Regions from separate parts of the Mus musculus genome. Here region 1 is linked to region 2. The links are chromatin contacts, called in public Micro-C maps. All regions are on one chromosome and are shown on one strand. The core of a region is the stretch at or near the end of the contact, and the rest is flanking DNA. Distances in the headings are between cores, read along the strand shown. Region 1 has its middle 15 kb from the start of Gm52501. Region 2 holds the start of Thnsl1 (threonine synthase-like 1 (bacterial)).

Region 1 (2,700 bases), core at 32-2,531, 38 kb after region 2:
GAGCTGATGCAGAGTCCAAGGAGGGATGTTCTTTACTGGCTTGTTTCCCCTGGCTTGCTCAGCCTGCTCTCTTATAGAACCCAAGACTACCAGCCCAGAGATGGTCCCACCCACAAGGGGCCTTTCCCCCTTGATCACTAATTGAGAAAATGCCCCACAGCTAGATCTCATGGAGGCATTTCCTCAACTGAAGCTCCTTTCTTTGTGATAACTCCAGCTGTGTCAAGTTGACACAAAACCAGCCAGTACACCTTCTAAGTACACATTTTAGTTTTTAAAAATGATTTATATCTCTTCTGATCAATTTTATATAAACTCTTATGTTTTTGTAGCTAATATCAGCACAGTTTTATTGATAAGATGATATCTTCCGTGAGACTTGTGCTTGGCTATTGGGAAAGCAGACAGAGTGATTGTAAAATGTTTAGACCAAATTCTCTGATTTTACTTCTACTTGCTAAAAGCACATGGATAGCTGGGGTGGGTATTTTGGTTTTAAAATCAGAATGTCTTTAAGCTCCAAAGAATAAACATGAATGAAATGCTGAACTAAACTTTAAGTTATTGGTATCACTAAATGCTAAAAAAATCCAAAAGTTCTCAAGACAATAGTCAAATTCAAAATGAATCCATTTCCCAAAGTCAGTGATCAATCAACTATTGGAACGAGACAATCTCAAGCTGCACTGGAATGAAGGGCATTTAACCAGAAATAGCCATGCAGCTTCTGGGGTAAGTTTCTTTACTCAGAGGGGCACAGCAGGGCATTGGACTATATAGAAAGGCTTTAACATTTTAAAGATATTTTTTCATGGGATATATTTTGATCATATTCTTTCCCCTCTTTCAATTCCTCTTTGATCTTCTTTATATCACCACCCACCTAATTTTGTGTTCTTTCTCAAAACCAAAACAAAACCCATGAAAATCAAAACAACAACAAAACCCAGTAAGACAAAAATTACCAAGTCAAAACAAAAAAGGTCCTTATCCCATCCTAGACTAGCACAAGATTCCAGGAGATCCAGTGCTCTCTCCTGGCTTGTCCTGAAGTATGGTTGATATACCAAGTTGGTACACCATTGAAGAAAACTGATTTTCTTTTTCCCAGCAGGTATCAATTACAAATCGCTTCTTGGTTAGGGTTAGGACCTTGTGTCCACTTTTTCTTCTCAGTGTTGAGATTTTGTCTGGTTTGAATCTGTTTAGGTCCTGTGTATGTTGTCATAGTCTCTGTTAGTTCATATGTGCACAGGTTCTGTTATGTCTGGAAGACACTGTTTTCTTGGAATCACCCAGATGTGATGACTGGTTTCATGGAGACTGTGTTGGATTAAGTCTTTCTCAAGCACAGCAAATGGGAGAGGAAGACAAAGAATATGTTTGTGTAAGGTGCTGTGCTGAAGAAGATAAAAAGACTGACATACTAGACACAGAGATTTTTGAAGCCCAAGCTCCCATCGAAGCCCACAGCGAAGATAAAAGGATGGAGTGTGGAAAGCTGACATCATCGAAGCACGCAGTCACTGACGATAAACACAGACACTCAGATGACCCTGGGAAGCACAAGGTCAAAATTTTAAAACGGGAGTCTGGTGAGGGAAAAACTTCCTCTGACAGTAGAGATAATGAAATTATCTCTACTCTTAAAATCTTTCTGCCTCCTCTTCTGCATAGATCACTGAGCCTTGAGGGGAGGGGTTTGACAACCCATTTAGGACCCAGTGCTCCAAAGTCTCTCATTCTCTGCACATTGCTCGGTTGTGGGTCTATGTGTTAATCACCACCTATTGCAAGAAGAACCTCTCAGAGAGACTTTTGGTTTCATGACTATATAACAAATAGATTAAATTCACTTATCAACAACATTTTTCTTACTTTTATGATCAAAACCAGATAATGGCCTCATGGGATTCAGCACTCAGCAACTTTGGTTCTAATCTTTTTGGAAAAGCAAGATGGCTTTTAACACAGGAAAAGAGCTAGATTCTTTCCATATTTATATCCCAGATACTCATTTAAAAAAAAATTCTGGTCTTCCTTGTTTATCGGCTGATAACAGATATTGTGACGGTCTAAGATAGTATAGAAAGCATTCCTTCTGGCCGGGTGTGGTGGTGCACACCTTTAACCCCAGCACTCGGGAGGCAGAGGCAGGCGGATTTCTGAGTTCGAGGCCAGCCTGGTCTACAAAGTGAGTTCCAGGACAGCCAGGGCTACACAGAGGAACCCTGTCTCTAAAAACCAAAAAAAAAAAAAAAAAAAAAAAAAAGCATTCCTTCTGATGGCTGAAGCCCAACTCTATTTTTGGCACACGTAGATTATAGAATGCATAACAAGTAGCCTGCTGAATTGTGACACTTGAGAGAAGCAGAGTTGACAATTACCCAACTGCCTCCCTGTCTTGTTTACACGAGAAAAGCATTGGCTCTATCTGGATTGCACTTAACGCCATGGAGATAAAGTCTACTGACATTCAGCCCTAAGAACTTTCTTGGCTTTCACAAAAGTTAAGTGGGCTGTTACTCTTCAGGATAAATGTGGAAAAGAACCACACCGAGGTTGCATTAAGAAATTACTGACTAGAAATTAATCAAGAAGCCTCCTAGCCTTTACATCAGTGGTCCTCAACCTATGGGTTGCACAGGGGCTGAATATCAGATATTTACATTATGATTCATTACAGTAGCAAAATTATAG
Region 2 (2,700 bases), core at 105-2,604:
GAAATCACCAACTCCTAGGAGGCATGGGACTGCCCTCTTCTCTCAGACTTCAATACAGTTTACAAAATACCTATATGGCCAAGTATCTGGGACATTTATTTTGAAGTTTCCTTTTTCAGATTTGGAGATTTTCAGAAATATAACAAACACATAAGAATTTCCTTCAGTTATATATTTTGGAATTTCCATCCATCCAACTGTACCCCTTTCATTAAACCACAAGATCTGTAAAAATCCTAGACATACTCTCTAGTCCATCATTTTTGTTAAACCAATTGAAATACTGAGGCCTAGAAACAAATGAGAATTCAATTTAGACACAAATTACGGGAGGCAAAAGAGTGCCTAAGTCAAATACAACATTGAGTTCCTAAATTAAACATCAGATTTCCTAAAACGGACGGATAAAACAGATTTTTCCCCCTCTTTTCAACGACATGGAATTTCACATTATACACAGCACCTAAAACCAAATTAATAATTGCATATTAGTGGGGGGCTATGATCATAAAATGGACGTCTGACAACACTAGCTCACTTTTTTTTTTTCTCTGTGAAATATGAAACGCTATTTAGATTTGTCCACCTGGTCTTAAGAAGTTGCGACCCAAGATTAAATGTAAAAGTCAGCCCCGTAAGTCTTTAAAAGAGGTCAACGATCTTCCTCTGGGCTGAAGTCATCGCTTTTGCTTACCCACATACCTAGGATGCTGGGGCGGCTCCTTCAAGTCACTGGGTATGAGGTTATAAATACTCTCGGAAGTGCAGGGTGAGTCCATGGCCACCAAGGAATTCCTTAACAAGTACTCAGCTTTTTGGCTCACTTTCCCACTGTCTCAACTCCTTCTCTCACCGCCTTTTTCTTTTCTTACTTTCTTATCAAAGAACTAAAATTTCTCTTTCGTGTAATTTCCCTTTGACCCTTTCGTAACAGTCCCTTTTTCAGGAAGAAAATAATTCTGCTCCGAGTCTGTTTAGCGTTGTTGACCACGTGGTTGCTAAGGAAACAGTTGCTAGGAGACGGGGCAACCTGGCTTTTATCTGATTCCTTTTTTGTAACCTCTTCTGTCTGAGAAAAACGTAAGGAAAAAGACGTTCCTGCGTCTTTGGAAAAGACGACATGAAAACATTGTCCCCCCCCCCCGCACCCAAACATTTTGTGGTTTTCCTCGGTACATCTGGAAAGAAAAATTCTACAATAGGGAGCAGGACAGACACGCACGCGTCACATAATAGTTTCCAACATTCAGGCCGCGCCCCTGCGGAGGTGGAGCGATCGACGGGGAAGGGGAGGAGCCTCGGGGTAATGGGCGGGGCGTCTGGGTTACGTGGTTGGCCTAGTGGCGCAGCGCGCAGTCAGCGCAGGCGCAGAAGCAGCAGCTTGGGGCGGGCTTGCCGGCTGAGGTTGCCAGGCGGTGCCGAAGGCGCTTCCCTTTCTCCCTTTCTCTCTTTCCTCTTCTTTGGGTGGTTTTCTTGGTGAGTTAATGGAGGAGGAATGGAAAGCCAGCGAGAGTTGTTACCCTAGCATCCCCCCTTCCGTCGTGCCCCATCAGGCCTCTCTTTGCCATCCACCTGTCGCACCGGACCCTGCGGCGGGCCCTGCGGTGCTCTGTCTCCACGGTGCGTGCGCGAGCGCTACCCGGCGCCAGGAGGACCAGCCTTTGGAAGAGGGCCTCGAATTTTGCCCAGGTTTCAGCCCTTGACTCCCTTTTTGACATGTTTTTGTTTTTTTCCTCTCCGAGAAGTGCTTATATTTCGTTTGAGCTGTTTGATCTCCCGTTCATGCATATGCACTTGTGATTGCACTCTCATTTGAAAGCCTTCACCCAGTCACATCCTTTGGCCCTGGGATTTGGGAGGAAATTTCGTGGGTCTAAATCCACTTGGCAGTTGCCCTGCCAGGGAAGTCAGGTGCATCAGTTCTTCAATTCTCACTGCCTGGTGGCTGGGTTAAATGGCCTGGTGGCTTAGTGAACTTTTCAGTCCTCACTTGGAAGGCCTCGCTCAATGCAAGTCGTGATTGGAGGCTTCTGCTAAATTTTATTCGATAAGAATAAAGAAACAATTTAGTTTCCCGTTTTTCGGTTTGATAGAATTTATCTATTTTTTTTCTGGGCAGCCCACGGTTCAGATGAATAATCTTTTGGGGTGGGGTGATGTGTTTCCTTATTTCACAGCAGATTGGGTTTCTTTAAAAACATTCCATAGATTAAGGGGTGGATAGGGAGCACCAATTTTTGCTTTTGAAAAAAAATGATTTCTCTGCTGCTTTTTACTTAACATGTAAAGAGAAAAACTTCCTTGTTGGATATATGCTCCTGTGCATGTTAACTGTTGAATCGTGAATTCATAGAATGTAAACAGTATTAACCAACTTGATAGCCATTAGCCAAGGCATATACCTTCCTGACCTCAGGATAGAACCCAAGGATTCAGGTATTTGAGGCCAGTAGTCGGAACCAGGTTGACAACCCAAGGCATGTTCTAATTAGAAGCAGCTGATACGTGAAAAGGGGTGTAAGAATGCAGCTTTCACTAAAGGGGAACGACATAAAGTTAGCAGACATTATTCATGGATTCTGTATGTCAGTGTCTCATTTGTTCAAGTTTATTCATAATTCTTCAATACTTAGCCACACATTATTAGTAATTTATGGACGTAGGCATGGCAGTGAAAATTTGGAAGCGTGGTATGTGATG

What was found. A called contact is a pair of places that touch in the nucleus more often than the background predicts.
Region 1: a contact with region 2 is called in a Micro-C map of granulosa cells, with 2.5 times the contacts expected there. The contact joins the enhancer-like site here to the promoter of Thnsl1 in region 2. A contact is called at or near these places in 7 of 39 promoter capture datasets (the 3T3-L1 cell line, the HPC-7 cell line, hippocampal neurons and 3 more), 29 of 484 Hi-C or Micro-C datasets (the AML12 cell line, CD4 T cells, the HPC-7 cell line and 21 more), 6 of 115 datasets of contacts at active chromatin or transcription factors (the HPC-7 cell line, differentiating embryonic stem cells, embryonic stem cells and 2 more) and 2 of 9 other capture datasets (adipose tissue and pancreatic islet).

The regions. Positions count from the first base shown.
Region 1 is chr2:21,242,805-21,245,504 of GRCm38.p6, forward strand. It overlaps the pseudogene Gm13378. Among named protein-coding and RNA genes, the nearest start is that of Gm52501, 15 kb to the left of the region's middle. Within about 2 kb of position 1,282, at least 12 of the 459 cell types and tissues checked have an H3K27ac peak or open chromatin away from gene starts, as enhancers often do. A contact at or near this core is called in granulosa cells, liver and pancreatic cancer cells, where this site is marked.
Region 2 is chr2:21,204,370-21,207,069 of GRCm38.p6, forward strand. It overlaps Thnsl1 (threonine synthase-like 1 (bacterial)), which reads left to right and starts at 1,355. Exons shown (of 3, transcript NM_177588.2): 1 at 1,355-1,476. Enkur (enkurin, TRPC channel interacting protein) reads right to left here and starts at 996. Exons shown (of 5, transcript NM_027728.2): 1 at 703-996. The coding sequence starts at 779.